Regions from separate parts of the Mus musculus genome. Here region 1 is linked to region 2. Evidence: chromatin contacts called from public Hi-C data. All regions are on one chromosome and are shown on one strand. The core of a region is the stretch at or near the end of the contact, and the rest is flanking DNA. Distances in the headings are between cores, read along the strand shown.

Region 1 (7,551 bases), core at 96-2,595, 81 kb before region 2:
CCTGGAATGCAAAAGGAACCATCAAGTTCCCTCCCCACAGGAATATTCTAGAAAGCCACAATGTTGGTACCGAGAGAGATGAGTCTCGAGAAGACCAGCCTCTAACACGCTTCCTTGTGGATCTTTGTCGTCTTCCTCGCTGATGCCTGGGTTCTTCATGTTTTGCTTTATGCCTTCTTCCCGTAACTGTATTCATGGCTGAGCCTTCTGGCATTGATTAGAGCAACTATTTTGTTCTTTTGCTATGAATTTGTTTGGGTTTTCCCCAGATTGCCATCTTGGGGAAAGAACAGTGCCGGAGCAGTGTGTGTTTGGGGGGTGGGGTGGGTGGGGGGGTGGAGAAGCCTTTCCCACACGTTTAGCTGAGCTTGCCCGGGCTGGGAGCTCATCTGTTAGCATCTCACTACATACAACCCTGCTGTTTTCCAGGCTCTCTTGGACAGCGAGGATGAGTAATTTGCATATTACCTATCCTAGGCCTATATAAGCAGCACCAGTTCTGGGCTTGGGGTCTCTTCGCCTCTGCAATCAAGCTCTCCCAATAAACGTGTGCAGAAGGATCCTGTTGCAGCGTCGTTCTTGCTGGCCAGTCTGGCGCGTGCAAGAACCTACCATCCCAGGTCTCTTCTTGGCTTCTTCTGATATTTTGTCCCTTCTCTTCTTGACTGGCAATAAGTCATACCCCTTTTTATTTGTGTTGCAAAATGTAGTTTCTTTTGCTGGCTTTCCTTCCTTTGCCAGTCCTTAAACATTAGTGATCCCAAGGGTCTTGTCTTCTGGCCTTTGGCTCTTGCAGTTTCTTACTCCCTGGGTGGTCCTGGACAGGTCAGTCTATCCTCAGCATTTATGACTCCATCCTGACAGGTTCGAATGCATGTATTTCCCTACCCACTGGCCATCTCTCCAGGGATGTCCTCAAAGGCTCCAGATGTCTAGCACATCCTTATAGAACTCACTGTGGAGTCCCACGAACTGTGATGGATGGCAGTCATTTCACGCCTCTTTACTCCCCCACCCCGCCCCTATTCTCACTGTTGAGACAGTTCTACATAGCTCAGGCTGGCTAGGAACTCACTATGTAGCCCAGTCTAACTTGACATGATCCTCCTTGCGATGACACGCTTGTGGCACGGTGCCTAGTTTCTCTCTCACTTTCCAACACATCCGGTTGATTTCTGTGTTGTGGCAGTTATCCACTCCTGGATAATGGACCAACCCCAACAACTCATCTCTTATGACCTCATCGCTAGCTGAGCATTCGTTTATGGGTTTCTCCCAGGCTCATTCATGTGGCTCATCAAACAGTATCAAGTGGGGCTAGGATGCCCACAAGGCTTCGCTCAGATGCCTGGCCACGGATGCAGGGTCAACACAGAGAGCTTCGGTTCTCCACAGCACAGTGACTCATCCTCTGTAGGACAGCCTGGCTGTCTTAAGCTGATTCTCGGGGCAGCTTTCCAAATCATCAAAGGTAGAAGGTGCCACGCTTGTTTAACTTCCGCCTCAGAACTCATAGGTGACACCCTGCTGCAATTTATTTATTCCTAATTAATTAATTAATTTATTTATCCCAGGTTAGCCTCAAATTTACTGTGTAGCTGAGGATGGATAATCCTGAACTTCTCATTCTCATGCTTCCACCTCCCAAGTGCTGGGCTAAAGTTTTGTTCAACCATGTTTACTTTATACATATGGAGGATCCAAACCAGGGCTTTGTTCATGCTAGACAGGCACTGTGGCAACCCAACTACCTCCCCAGCCATAGTTTTATTTGTCAAGCTAAATTACAAGATCAGTACAAACTTAAAGATGTGGGAAAATGGACCCCATGCCTCAATTGAGAAGCAGTGAGGTCACATGTGCAAAGAAGCACACGTATCATACATGTGCACAGATCATACAAACAAGTGGGGACCGGAGGGGCTTTGTCCACATTAAGCAGATTGCCACATTGCCATATCAGGGCCTGTGGAATTTGTTCTCTATCAAGGCCTGTCACAGTCTTGTAGTGTGACATACATGATAGGCCAATTTGAGGTAGGCAGCCCAGTGAGGCATTTGCTTGAGAAGGCCAGGCAAGAAGGCAGAGGGCATGGAGCAGGGAAGAGGTATGGGGTTATCATGGAAGGATGAACACCAGATGTTTCCGAAGGGGAGCTTAGAGAGTTAAGTGCTCACCACGTGCCTGGTACCAGTATCAGCAGCCCAGAGAGATGTGCTCAGTTAGCTGGAAAATACCATCTAGCAATGGCAAGCAACTCAGGATTTGTCCCACAAGGAATTTCTTTCTTTCCCTCTTCTTTCTTGTTTGTTTTCACATTGAAATTTCTTTCTCTTCTTTTCTCTTCTCTTCTTTCCTTTCGTTTCCTTTCCTTTCCCCTCTCTCTTCTTTTTTCTTTTCTCTCTCTCTTCCTTCCCTCCTTCCCTCCCTCCTTCCTTCCTTCCTTCCTTCCTTCCTTCCTTTCTCTCTCTCTCTCTTTCTCTCTCTCTTCTTTTCTTTCATTTTTTTGTAATGCTGAATGGCCTGGAAACCACTCTATAGCCAAGGCTGACTCAGTCTCCTAAATGCTGGGCTTATAGGTATGTGTGCTACCATCCCCTGTAAGGCATTTCAGAGCTTTGAGAGGAGAAAAATCAAGGAGGCCTTTCCTTGGCCTGATGGTAGGATTTCTTTCTGATAGTGGGCCCATTCTAAAACGTCAGATGTCTTCTCCCATTCTACACACACACACACACACACACACACACACACACACACACACACCTGCCCAGGGGCATCTGCTCCAGCACTTCCCTTCAGGCACTGTCTAAGAAGCTCGCCTTTTCCTGTTGGGCTTGAAAGCTAATGGGGTTGCAAGGTTGTAGCTGCCTGTTGGCCCCTGTGACACTGCCCAACTCGCCCTAAAACACTGTGCAGGCTGTCAGAAAGGCAGGTGATCTATATATGCTTTTTGTTCCTGGATCTAGCTGTGACTAGAATGAATGCATCCCAGATTTCCAGAGGCAGGAAGATGTTTATGAGTTTGAGGCCAGCCTGGTCTACAGAGTGAGTTCCAGGACAGCCAAGAGCTACAAAGAAAAACCCTGTCTCAAACAACAACAACAACAACAACTAAAGCAAACCAAATAAATAAATAAATAAATAATAAACAAACAAAAATCAACCAGGAGACCAAATGGCAGGTTCTGAATATCCTAGCTTCTTGCTTTCAGTGTCCCTTCAAACCTTTCCCCCAACACTTCTGTGAATTCTTCCAAATATTACTGTTGTCATTACAAAAAGCTTCCAAGGATTTCTGTTGTTTACAATGCATTTTAATCCGATTAAAATGAAATCCGTTTATTTGGCCTTTTTTAAAAAAGTGTTTTTCTAGCGTCTTCTCTAGTCAGACTGATTGGTTAACTGAACTGTAAATACTGTCTGTTTTCCGGCTCTTTCTTCTTTTCCTACCTTGAAATGTCCTCCTATTCCACCCCCACCCCCCATGGAAACCACACTTACAGTCCCAATTCACATACACGTCTGTGTATGTGCTCTAAAAAAAGGACAACTCCAGAGGTCTTTTCTCTTCTGAACACCCTGCTACTCAACCATGCAATGCACCCTGCTTTTTTCATGCATAAGAACGGGACGGGGGGGGGGGCAGTGGCTGGAGAGATGGCTCAGTGGTTAAGCGCACCGACTGCTCTTCCAAAGGTCCTAAGTTCAAATCCCAGCACGCACATGGTGGCTCACAACCATCCATAATGAGATTTGACGCCCTCTTCTGGTGCATCTGAAGACAGCTACAGTGTACTTAGATATAATAATAAATAAATCTTAAAAAAAAAAAAAAAGCTGGGGGAGGTGGCACATGCCTTTAATCCCAGCACTCAGGAGGCAGAGGCAGGCGTATTTCTGAGTTTGAGGCCAGCCTGGTCTACAAAGTGAGTTCCAGGACAGCCAGAGCTACACAGAGAAACCCTGTCTCAAAAAACAAAAAACCAAACAAAACAACAACAACAACAAGAATGTGTCAGCTTCTGTAACTACTTAACTTTTTGTCTTAACTCTGCTTTCCTTGCCAAGACTAAAGTCTATGAAAGATTTAATGACGTGAAGCCAGATACTCGAGGCCTTAGCCTGTATTTCATTGCTATAACCCATGCATGTTGCCATAGCAATACCCCAGGCTAGGTAACTCACAGAAAAAACAAGTTTAGTTGGCTGTGGTGGTGCTTGCCCATCTTGGCTACTCAGGAGGCTGAGGCTGGTGGATCACAAACCCAAGGCCAACAACCCTAGGACACTTAGTGAGACCTCTGTCTCTAAAATAAAGTAAGATAAGTCAGGGTGTGTGGCTTAGTGATAGAATACTTGACTGACATGCGCAAGGCTCTAGCCTCAGTATCACAAAGGAATAAGAAAATAATTTATTTACTCATAGTTCTGGAGACTTGGTAGTCAAGACTGTGGTACTGACATTTGGGGAGGGCCTCCCTGCATGTGTTGAGATGGAAGATGGGGGGGACGAGTAGGGTCTTCCTGCTTCATCCCGGCAGAGACTGAAAGACATCAGAAGGAACAAAGGAGCTGTCTTAGTCTGGGTTTCAATTCCTGCACAAACATCATGACCAAGAAGCAAGTTGGGGAGGAAAGGGTTTATTCAGCTCACACTTCCCACTTTGCTATTCATCACCAAAGGAAGTCAAGACTGGAACTCAAGCAGGCCAAGAAACAGGGGCTGATTGATGCAGTGGCCTTGGAGGGATGTTACTTACTGGCTTGCTTCCCCTGGCTTGCTCAGCTTGCTTTCTTATAGAGACCAAGACTACCAGCCCAGGGATGGCACCACCCACAAGGGGCCCTCCACCCTCGATCACTAATTGAGAAAATGCCTTACAGCTGGATCTCATGGAGGCATTTCCTCAACTGAGGCTCCTTTCTCTGTGATAACTCCAGCTTGTGTCAGGTTGACACACAAAACCAGCCAGTACAAGGGCTGACTTGGTCACAAACCTGCTCTGCAATGATGACAAAAGCCACCTGGGGGACTGACCCCCACATAATCTAACACGTCATACTCTTAAGACCCAAGCCCCAGGGCGGGAGAGATGGCTCTGTGGTTAAAAGCACTGTGCTCTTTTAGAGGATCCAGGATTCCTAGGGCCTATAAAGACAGAATTAGAAGCCAATGGAGTAAGTTTTCTGAAAAAACAACACAAGAAAGTGAATATTTATGAAACTGTGTAGACGATCAAAGTCTTGCTTTTCCCTGCAGCAAAAATCAGGTTCAGGGACCCAGAAGGACATCTGTTGTTTTCAGATTTTTCAACTCATTAGGTGAGGCAGGTCCATCTCATGGTCTTGTGATGTATCTCCAGCTGTCCAAGTACTCACCGCATAGTTCAGATGGGCCTGAACTTGTAGCAATCCCCCTGCTTCTATCCACAATGCTCAGATTACACACATGTAACACCACCCTACCAGGCAGGATCTTCAGTCCTTAAGGCCTATTTGATTCTTTAAAATAGTCCTGTGAAGGCTGCCCCAGCATTGAGGAATGCTAGCACAGTGAGGCTGGTGTGGATGGGTGGGTGGGTGGGAGAGCACCCACATAGAAGCCGGGGTGGGGGTGGGGGAGGGGCTGGAGAGATGGCTCAGAGGGTTAGAGCACTGACTGCTTTTCCGGAGGCCCTGAGTTCAAATTCCAGCAACAACATGGTGGCTCACAACCATCTGTACAGCTACAGTGTACTCGCATACATAAAATAAATAAATAAATCTTAAAAAGAAGAAGAAGCAGAAGCAGGGAGGGGGTTGGATGGGGGGGTCTGCGGAGGGGAAACTGTGAAGGAGGATAACATGTGAAATGTAAATAAAATAACCAATAAAAAATTAAAAAGGAAAAGAAAAAGACAAAACCTCAATGTGCCTTTCCTTTAGATTGTAATAATACGCGTGAAGGGACCTGTGACAGAGACATGCAAGGATAAAAACTCCTCTGTGATGTTGGGATGGGATGGTCTAGCAGCTCAGTGGTCTGTGTCTGTTGCCAAGTTCCCATGTATCTCTCCCTGACTGCAGGAGAAGGGGAGGGCAGGCAGGACACAAGGGAGGAAGCCTACTGCCTTGCTGACTGGCCAAGGATCTCCGCCAAGGCCGGAACTCCTGTACTCCCTGACTATAGGGAAAGCGCCCCTTCCTCCCCACCAGCCCCTCCTCCTCCTCCCTCCATCTCCCACCCCCACCCCTGCACACAGTCCCCTTCACTCCGTACCCAACTTGGCTGGTAACAGTTATATGTAGACCTTCTGGAGGCAGATCCCAGAGGTGGAAACAGCTGTTGGGCTCTCACGCCCCCATGTGAAGTGAGTCACTTAATCTGAACCGCATCCAGCTAGGTTGAGCTTCTAGCCCACCCGCCCCTCAACGTCTTTCCCACCTCAAAGAAGTCCAAAGGGAGACTTCTTGCCCTCACAATATGATGTAGATCTCGGTCCATTTATCACACTGGGAAGTTTGTATTGAAGTCTGAGGTCTATTTTTTTTGGGGGGGGGGGGGTTGGGTCGAAAGATTATGTTCTGGATAAACTGCAATCCCAAGATCCAAGTTTAGCAGTCCTCGCTCCCAAATTTTACTTTTCCCTTCACTGGCGGAACCTCAAAGGCTTAGCCTGGGGGAGGGTGGGATTTCCACTCTTGTTATATAAACAAGGACGTGAAGGAGGCCTCTGTGCTAGCAGGACTCCGAGCATGAAATGATGTGAGTCTAAGCAAGCGTTTAAATCACTTGACTGGGATGAAGCGTGAAAAAGCTTGCTTTTTCATACCCACTGGGTCTGAGCTGCACGGTGCATTTCGGGCCTTGGGGGTTATCACTATAACGACACCAGTCCATGCACGGGGTTTCCCAAGGGCTCCAGCTAGTAAACAACAATAACAGCAGCTCACGTTTCTGTCTGTGCTCCTGGCACCGTGTCAGGGCTTCAGTGGGTTTCTGTAATTAGATGGATTGCTCTAGTTTTACTGCAGGGATCACCGAGACCTAGCTAAAAAAAAAAAAAAAAGTAAGTGAGGACTCAGCCGGAAGCAGAGGCGGCAGGAGTCACATCCTAGGCTCTGGATTGGACAAAGCACTTTACCATCAACTCTCCAGGAAAGTGAAGGAAATCAAATCTGCTTTAAACCTCTGGAGATGCGCTGTGCAAGGGAGCCTGGCGAATCATGGGAATCATAGTGTGTTTATAAACTCAGGTTTTACACACACACACACACACACACACACACACACACACACACACCCCTACCTTTCAGTGTGCTTAACATGAGTTACAATATTTCCATATAGAAGAGAGTAAAGGTGTTGTTTCAGGACAAATTAGAGAGGCCTTTGTTTGTACCTTTGATAGACGTTTCTCGATCCCAGGGAAGAGAAAAGCAGATGCTTCCCGCCCACACCCGTGTGGAGTTGTCTTCCATTCTTTATGACTCTTGCTTGCAGAGAGGCCATCTATTTTATTAGTGGCAGCACGCCATGATAAAGAAAAGTCTTTTCTTATCACTGTAAT
Region 2 (7,178 bases), core at 3,807-6,306:
AGCTGTCTTTAAGCCTGTGGGGTGAAGCTGCGGTATTAGATTTCTACTGTACTTCAGTGACAGTGCAGGTCAGTGGTGTGTAACCCAGGAGTGTGCACAGCTCTTAAATTCTGCGCTCATCCTTGGACGGCAGAATCCACAGACAGGGAGTGGTAACCAAGAAAGCAAGAAGTAAGCCTGGGCACTTGCAATTATTATTAATGCAATTAATAATTATTAATTGAAAAATAATAGGAGCCAAAATCCTTTCTCTGGACAGAAACAAACAAAAACATGAACAATAGGTATAACTTTAATTTTTTTTCAAGCCTTATTTAAATAACAGTTCTTCAACTTTTTAACCTCCCTCACGGCCCGCCACCCATCAGAGGCAGTGGGGATGAAAGGGTGCGGAGGAAGTGGACCTGTTCAGAAAGGTTCTTTGTAGCAAATTCCATCTGTGTTGTCTGGAAATCAGTGGTTCCGTTCACAGGTTAGTAGCTGCAGCTAGATCCACTGGCAAACACTTTACTGATACATCAGCAGCTGAGTTCGGTAGAGTTGGGATAACAAACACAAATCAGCAGTGGTGGCATTACCTAGCAAAGGCAGCCAGCCTCAGCCTCAGCCCGAGTCAGCAGGAGGGACCAGGAGAAGTTCTCGCCTGTGCTTCTCTCAGCAAAGTGAAGATCAGTGAAGATGCAACAAGCATTGCACAGCTAGCTTGGCCCCCACCCCACCCCATCACTGTGGAGTCCCTCCAAACACCACATGTCCTCGAAGTATCTTGCCTCAGCATGAGTGTCTGTCTCAAACAGCTCGAGTCTGAAGAAGAGACAAAAACCCATGGGCATGCCACCATTACTCTTTTGGTGCATTTCTCTCTATGGAGTCCCAACAGATGCAGCTCAACTATGAAGTGTAAGACAGACCAATACATGCGTGTTGTTAGCAAAGGATCCCTCATCACATGCCCTCTCATGTGCTTGCTTTAGCAGACAGAACATCCTTTCTCCTGGGTCTGCTTCAGCTAAATGCTCCTTCACGAGTCTGCCTTAGCCTTTCACCTGTGTTCACTTCAGGAAAACACTTCTTCCCATGTTAGTCCCAGCAAAACACCATCCAAACACAACTGACTCTCCAAAGAACCCTTAAATTTTCACTTCAAATAGGACGTATCCCGAGTTAGTTTCCTGCAGAGAAATAAAGATTTATGTTGGGTCTGGCAGATCCGCAGGGAGAGAGGGGTTAGTCCCCCCATATATCTTTCCAGAAACCTCATTCCATAGTCCTATAGCTATTTGTTGATCCCAAATGTCTCTGCTACTCCCTGGCTCAAGTCATCCCCCTCTTTCACCTTGGCTGCTACTCCTAACAGCCTCATAATGGTCTCTTTCCTTCTTTTATCCTGATGTAATTTATTCTCTACAGAATCACCAAGACTCATCTTTTGATAACAGAAAGCAGATCCTTTCTTTCTCCTGCATCAAATCCCCCACAGACTTCCCTACACTTGGGATAAGGTCCAAGCTCCCTGCAGTTGCTCCCAGGCTCCCATATAATCTGGTACCAGTCTGTCGCTAATCCCACTGTGCTCGCTCAGCAAGCCACAGTCTGTATGTGTCACACTTCTTTCTGAAGACCTCCTCTTCTGCTCCATCTCACCCTGTCATCCCTGTCCCCAGACAGTCTCACAGTTAGCCTGCCTCATCCTTCAGATCAGTTCCCAGCTGAACAGTATCTGCTCAGGGGACAGACAGCGCCCCTCCACCAATATTCTGCTTTACGCTCTTCACAGCAATTATTGGTACCAACTTAACCTGTTGATTTATGTATTTGATTTTCTGCCTCTTTCACCAGAATACAACTTGAGAGAATTTTATTTTTTTCTACCGCTGTAATACTAGAGCCTAGTCTGGTATCTCCCAAATTTTAATCTTGGTAAACATTTAGCATATTATTGCAGTGGCCATGGTGTGTCCAGAGGACAGTGTTCTACCATGCACACAGGAAACTGTCGTTCCAGTTTCTCCATGTTCAGTCTGTGCTCTATGCTCAAGATGGTGAGGCGGAGGACTCTGACTCTTCATGATTATCCTAGGGCTGAAGAGACGAACAACTGGAAACTCTTCACTTCACAGTTGAGGAATGTCCCTTCCTCAAGGTGACAGTGTCAGGACCTGGGCCCGGGCTTTCCAGATACCCTGATATATGTGGAATGGTCCTTTGTACCGGTGTTTCTTGGATCCCTGTGCCTTGCTGAGGAGATGTTAGAAACACCTCCTGCTATACCATCTATCATCCTAATGCACAGCCTAGCCAGTTTCCTTTTCTTGTTGCTGTTGTTGGTAGTGTTGTTGTTGTTGGTGGTGGTGGTGGTAATGCTGCTGCTCCTGCTGCTCCTCCTCCTCTTCTTCTCTTTCTCCTTCGATTTTTGAGACAGGGTTTCTCTGTGTAGCTCTGGCTGTCCTGGAATGTACTCTGTAGACCAGGCTGGCCTCCAATTCACAGATCTCCTTACCTTAGTCCCTCTCCCCATCCCCCCACTCCCATCCCCCGAGTTCTGGGACTAAAGGTATACACCACTCAGGTTCTTTGTTTTTCAACTCACTTTATAGTTATATACTGATGGTCAAAAGCCCACAGATCTCTCAATCTCCCCACCTCCCCCTCCCCCTCTCTCCCCACTCCCCTCTCAGAACTCTGCTCTCCTGTATCTTTGTCCTGTGTTAGTTCTGCCCTATTGGTTGAATTCACCAGTCCCATCGACCACTGTCAGCAGTGACAGGCTCCACCCTCAGACCTCCAAGGCTTTGGGTGGAAATGCAGAATAAGAACACAGGACATAGGATCTTGAAATCTTCAGATTTTGTTGACTTTCAGGCCCCAGCTTCTTCAAGAAAGTCCTGCGATTTTGGTGTTGCTCCAGCCTGGCAGCCAGTGGCTGTGAGGATCTGAGAAAGGGGTCTCTTAGGTGTCTCATTTCTCTTTGTATAGTTCGCTGTGTACACTCCTGTGATGGTTTGTATACACTTGGCTCAGGGAGTAGCACTATTAGATGGTGTAGCCCTGTTGGAGTAGGTGTGACCTTGTTGGAGTAGGTGTGTCACTGTGGGCATGGGCTTAGGACCCTCACCCTAGCTGCCTGGAAGTCAGCTAGCAGCCTTCAGATAAAGATGTAGAACTCTCAGCATCTCTTGCATCATGCCTGTCTGGATGCTGCCATGCTTCTGCCTTGATGAATGAGCTGAACTCTGAACCTTTAAGCCAGCTCCAATTACATGTTGTTCTTCTAAGAGTTGCTTTGGTCATGGTGTCTGTTCACAGCAGTAAAACCCTAACTAAGACAAATCCCGAATATGGAAATGCTATGAAATATAATCCGCCCACTTTTACACTGTCAGCCAAGGAAATGAGGCTTGTTCTCTCTCTACCACACAGGAACAAAAAGCATACATCAGCAAAACACTGTGTTTGAGCCTCCTAACTGAAGGGCAGGACTCTCCAGAGGACCCACCCCCCCATCCCCCATCCCTGCATGGTTCTCTACCCATCTCAACCAACGTACGATCAAATGTGAGTGGTGTGATGGTAGGAGATGCTGAGGTGTAAAACCTTCAAGTGGAGAAGTGCATTTTTTGTTCTTTCAGGTTTCTAGTTTGCCTGAAATGACGTGAAATCCAGAGTCGAACACTGGTGGTAATGACAACTTTGAACAGTCACAGTATGTTCCAGAACTGCATCACTGCCAAGACCCACAAACAGATCTGGCTTCAGATTTGTGAAAACTAAATAGAAGCTTACAGTGATTTAGATGGAAAATAATTCCACCAAAGAATCCAGATGGTATCATAAACCACAAGAGAGCAGACGGAGTGGCTATGAGGTCACTTCTTCTTGTTACCACACACCGAAACGTACAACACACTTACTATTAAATGGATGCCGCACTGGGGCAAAACCCTAGAGACAAGATGAACACTGAAGTAACCAAATTTCACTCAACTAAGCTTTCACCTTTCTTTCATAATATTTAAAAGCAATGTCCTCTTTCTTCCTATATATAGGTGCATGTGTATATAAATAGACATGATGGTTGAATGGATCATTTGAAAGTTAAGACATCCACAATTTACCACAAGACAATTTTCATATACTTGCCCTTCAAATGCTTGTTTATCTCATGGGAGCTGACGTGTCAAGGAGTGACATGAACGAGCGAGCTGTGGTAGAGTGAGCCTGCTGCCACCCAGCTGCCCCCTCTAGCAAACCAGCCTGTGGAGACCTTCATCTCCCATTGTGAAGCAAGAGCACAGGACTCTCCTCAGGGATCTTTAGCTTGTTTCAATGACCTCTCGACTCAGGTGTGAGGACTCTTGGCTTACATGTGTAGCCCTTGCTATGCAGCCAAGACCAGCCTTGAACTTGAAGTGATTTTCCTGCTCAGGCATCCCACACACCAGGATTATAGGCTCCACCACAGGCAATTATCCAGCCTGACATGTTAGGACTCCAGCTTCCCTTGAGAAGACCCTTCCTGGCCATGGAGAAAATTTTTCCAGAGATTATTATTGAATTATGACCCAAAGACTCTAAGCCATCTACAGTGAACTGTCATGTTCTTCCTGCAACTTTTTGGCTCCTTCTTTTGACAATATCAGTCTTCCTTTGGCTAAGTCATCCTTCCGGCTGGTTTTGGTGGCATTCACTCCATCTCATTTATCCCCAACCAATGCCCCAAATAGGCTTGGAATAGCTTCAGCTTTGCAGAGTATATATTCCTAATGGATGTTGGATGGTTTAAGCAATCATTCGGAAATCAAAAATGACCATAATTTTCCTATATAAGAAAGTGGCCACTCCTGACTCCTAAGATTGGCTAAAGTAGATGAGCGCACACATAACTCAGTAGAGACCACGAGGCTGATGTTTGCCATGGCTTCTGGGAAACCTCCTTTCTGTCTGTAAGTTGTAAGAGACCTAGCCTTTCCTCACACAACCAGTACAAACTGTGAAGCCTGGGGTTCGCTCCCTTAACAGCAGGGCTTAAGGCAGCACCATGAGGAGCCATGTGCAACTGTAGGAGACAGGGCCAGGAGACGTCCCTGGGCAGCTGCACTGAGTCGGGCCAGAGGCAAGACTACATTTTTTTTTCTGTTATGTTAAGTTGCCAGATTCCTCTTTTTTTTTTTTTTTTTTTTTTTGGTATAAGCAACTGTTTATGACCCCGGCTTTCAGAACTGTACTTACGAGTGGAGATTCATTAGCTCATCATTCATTAAACAAGCAATGAGCACTTCCCAGGCGACAAGAACTGGGGGTGGATAAGACACTTAGAGGGAACCCACTACAGTCCTGAAGGGAAAGTCACGGAAACCATCAAAAAAAATCAAAGGCAAGTACCACATGAGACATAACTAACTTGCTAGTCACCAAGTAAGAAACAATGAACTACATCTTCATCACTCAGGTCTCCTGCAGGAGATGCATGAGCTGGCTCACAATGGATAAAAAATAGATGATGGGTCCTGAGGCAGAGGGGGTCTGAGAGAACAGGGAGGATGTGGGGAGCTATATTTTGACACAGAAGAAACAAGATAGAAAGCAGGACGCGTGGCGTTAGAGGGATGAAGCTTTTAAAGCCAGGCTAGAAAGCACATCCTGGAGTCCAAAGGAATGAGACACTGGCCATTGTTATGAGGGGACTGTGATCAGATCTGCACCCAAGAAATACCACGCTGACAACTAGGAGGAAAAGCAGATGCGGGAAGGAGCGGAGGAGGGAATGCTGGGAGACAGCACACACCTACCAGGGTAATGATGCTGTCAGTTAAGGTGGAGGAGTGGCGAGTAAACAATGGGGAAAAGGGGCTCAGAGGTGGGGCGCGAGCTCTGCTCTTGTTTCCAGCTGGAGGGATGGTATTGTCACACTCTAAGAAGAGGACAAGAAGGGACAAGAAGCTCAGGGCATACCCTGTACTCACTGTGGTCTACTTGTTTGTTTATTGAGTAGTACTATGGAAAGCTTCACGCATGCTGGGCAAGGACTGCACCATTCAGAGAGAGAGAGAGAGAGAGAGAGAGAGAGAGAGAGAGAGAGAGAGAGAGAGAGAGAGAGAGAGCATGTGCACACCGTGAAGCCAGAGTAGGAAGGGGCCGTCACCCATCACTCCTCTTTATTGCCTTAAGACAGTCTTTCCCCAAACCAGACAGAGTTTTGGCTAGGCCGGCTGGCCAGTAAGCTTTCAGGCTCTCCCTGCCTTTGCCTCCCCTCCCTCTGTGCTGAGGTTACAGGTGTGCAGCGTCGCGCTCAGCTTTCCGCACAGGTGCTGGGGACTCAAGCTCGGGTCCTACGCTTGCAGAGCAGGAACCTCTGTCCACCTCTACCCCACCTCTTTGGAGACAGGATCTCACAGGCAGTTCTGGTTGGGTTTGAACTTGCTCTTTCCTACCTCAGGTTCCCACATAGCTGGGATTACAGGCCCTTGCCACAAGGGCCGGCTGCAGATTGGTTTTGAGCATAATTTAGTGAAGCAGTGAAATTCTCCAATTACAAACTATCAGTGTTAAAAAATATATATATTTTAGAGACTGTCACTATGGCTCAGGGAGTATAATGGGCTGGCAAGATGCTTCAGAAGGTAAAGATGCTGTTTATCAAGCTTCGTTCCCATGACCCACATACTGAAGGAGAATCATTTCCTGTAAGTTACCCCCTGACCTCCACACATGTGCACATCCACACATCTATACACCCACAAAACAAAATCAGGAAACACACACGCATTTAGGTGTGTCATGGGGTAGCAGGAGGCTCTGTTTCTGGAACGAGGGCAACGGGCTGACCCAGTAGGTGGGTGTAGAGAGCAACTGGTGATGAAGGAGGCCAAGACTCAGAACTTAGATTCTGCCACACCCGGGAGAGGCACGGCCCAGAGACACAGCCTCACTTAGAGCTGACAAGTCAGCCTTGAGAGGCAGCTGTGGATCCCTGGTGGCTAGCTGAGGATCCCTGATTATCTAGGCCTCCATGTTTCACTAAAGAAGACAGAGGCCTAGGGAGGTTGGTCTGGAGTGAGGAGCTCTCCTCCCTCCCTCATGCAGTCAGCTGCCATCAGGCGAGCACTGACCAGGCACCTGGAGGATCCACGAACACCCTTTGCACCTATGTGTCAGGCTCACTTCCCTGCCGACCTATG

Evidence for each region. A called contact is a pair of places that touch in the nucleus more often than the background predicts.
Region 1: a contact with region 2 is called in a Hi-C map of muscle stem cells, with 1.7 times the contacts expected there. The contact joins two enhancer-like sites. A contact is called at or near these places in 2 of 15 datasets of contacts at CTCF or cohesin (the NIH/3T3 cell line and large pre-B cells), 15 of 484 Hi-C or Micro-C datasets (B cells, CD4 T cells, bone marrow-derived macrophages and 8 more), 4 of 115 datasets of contacts at active chromatin or transcription factors (double positive thymocytes, embryonic stem cells and stem cell-derived neural progenitor cells) and 1 of 9 other capture datasets (embryonic stem cells).

What each region holds. Positions count from the first base shown.
Region 1 is chr3:121,389,580-121,397,130 of GRCm38.p6, reverse strand. It overlaps Gm40134 (a long non-coding RNA gene), which reads right to left. Exons shown (of 2, transcript XR_867596.1): 1 at 7,384-7,551; 2 at 4,391-4,545. Among named protein-coding and RNA genes, the nearest start is that of Gm40134, 4.1 kb to the right of the region's middle. Within about 2 kb of position 1,345, at least 32 of the 459 cell types and tissues checked have an H3K27ac peak or open chromatin away from gene starts, as enhancers often do. A contact at or near this core is called in muscle stem cells, where this site is marked.
Region 2 is chr3:121,312,244-121,319,421 of GRCm38.p6, reverse strand. All of the region lies in intron 2 of Alg14 (asparagine-linked glycosylation 14), which reads right to left. Among named protein-coding and RNA genes, the nearest start is that of Alg14, 24 kb to the right of the region's middle. Within about 2 kb of position 5,056, at least 20 of the 459 cell types and tissues checked have an H3K27ac peak or open chromatin away from gene starts, as enhancers often do. A contact at or near this core is called in muscle stem cells, where this site is marked.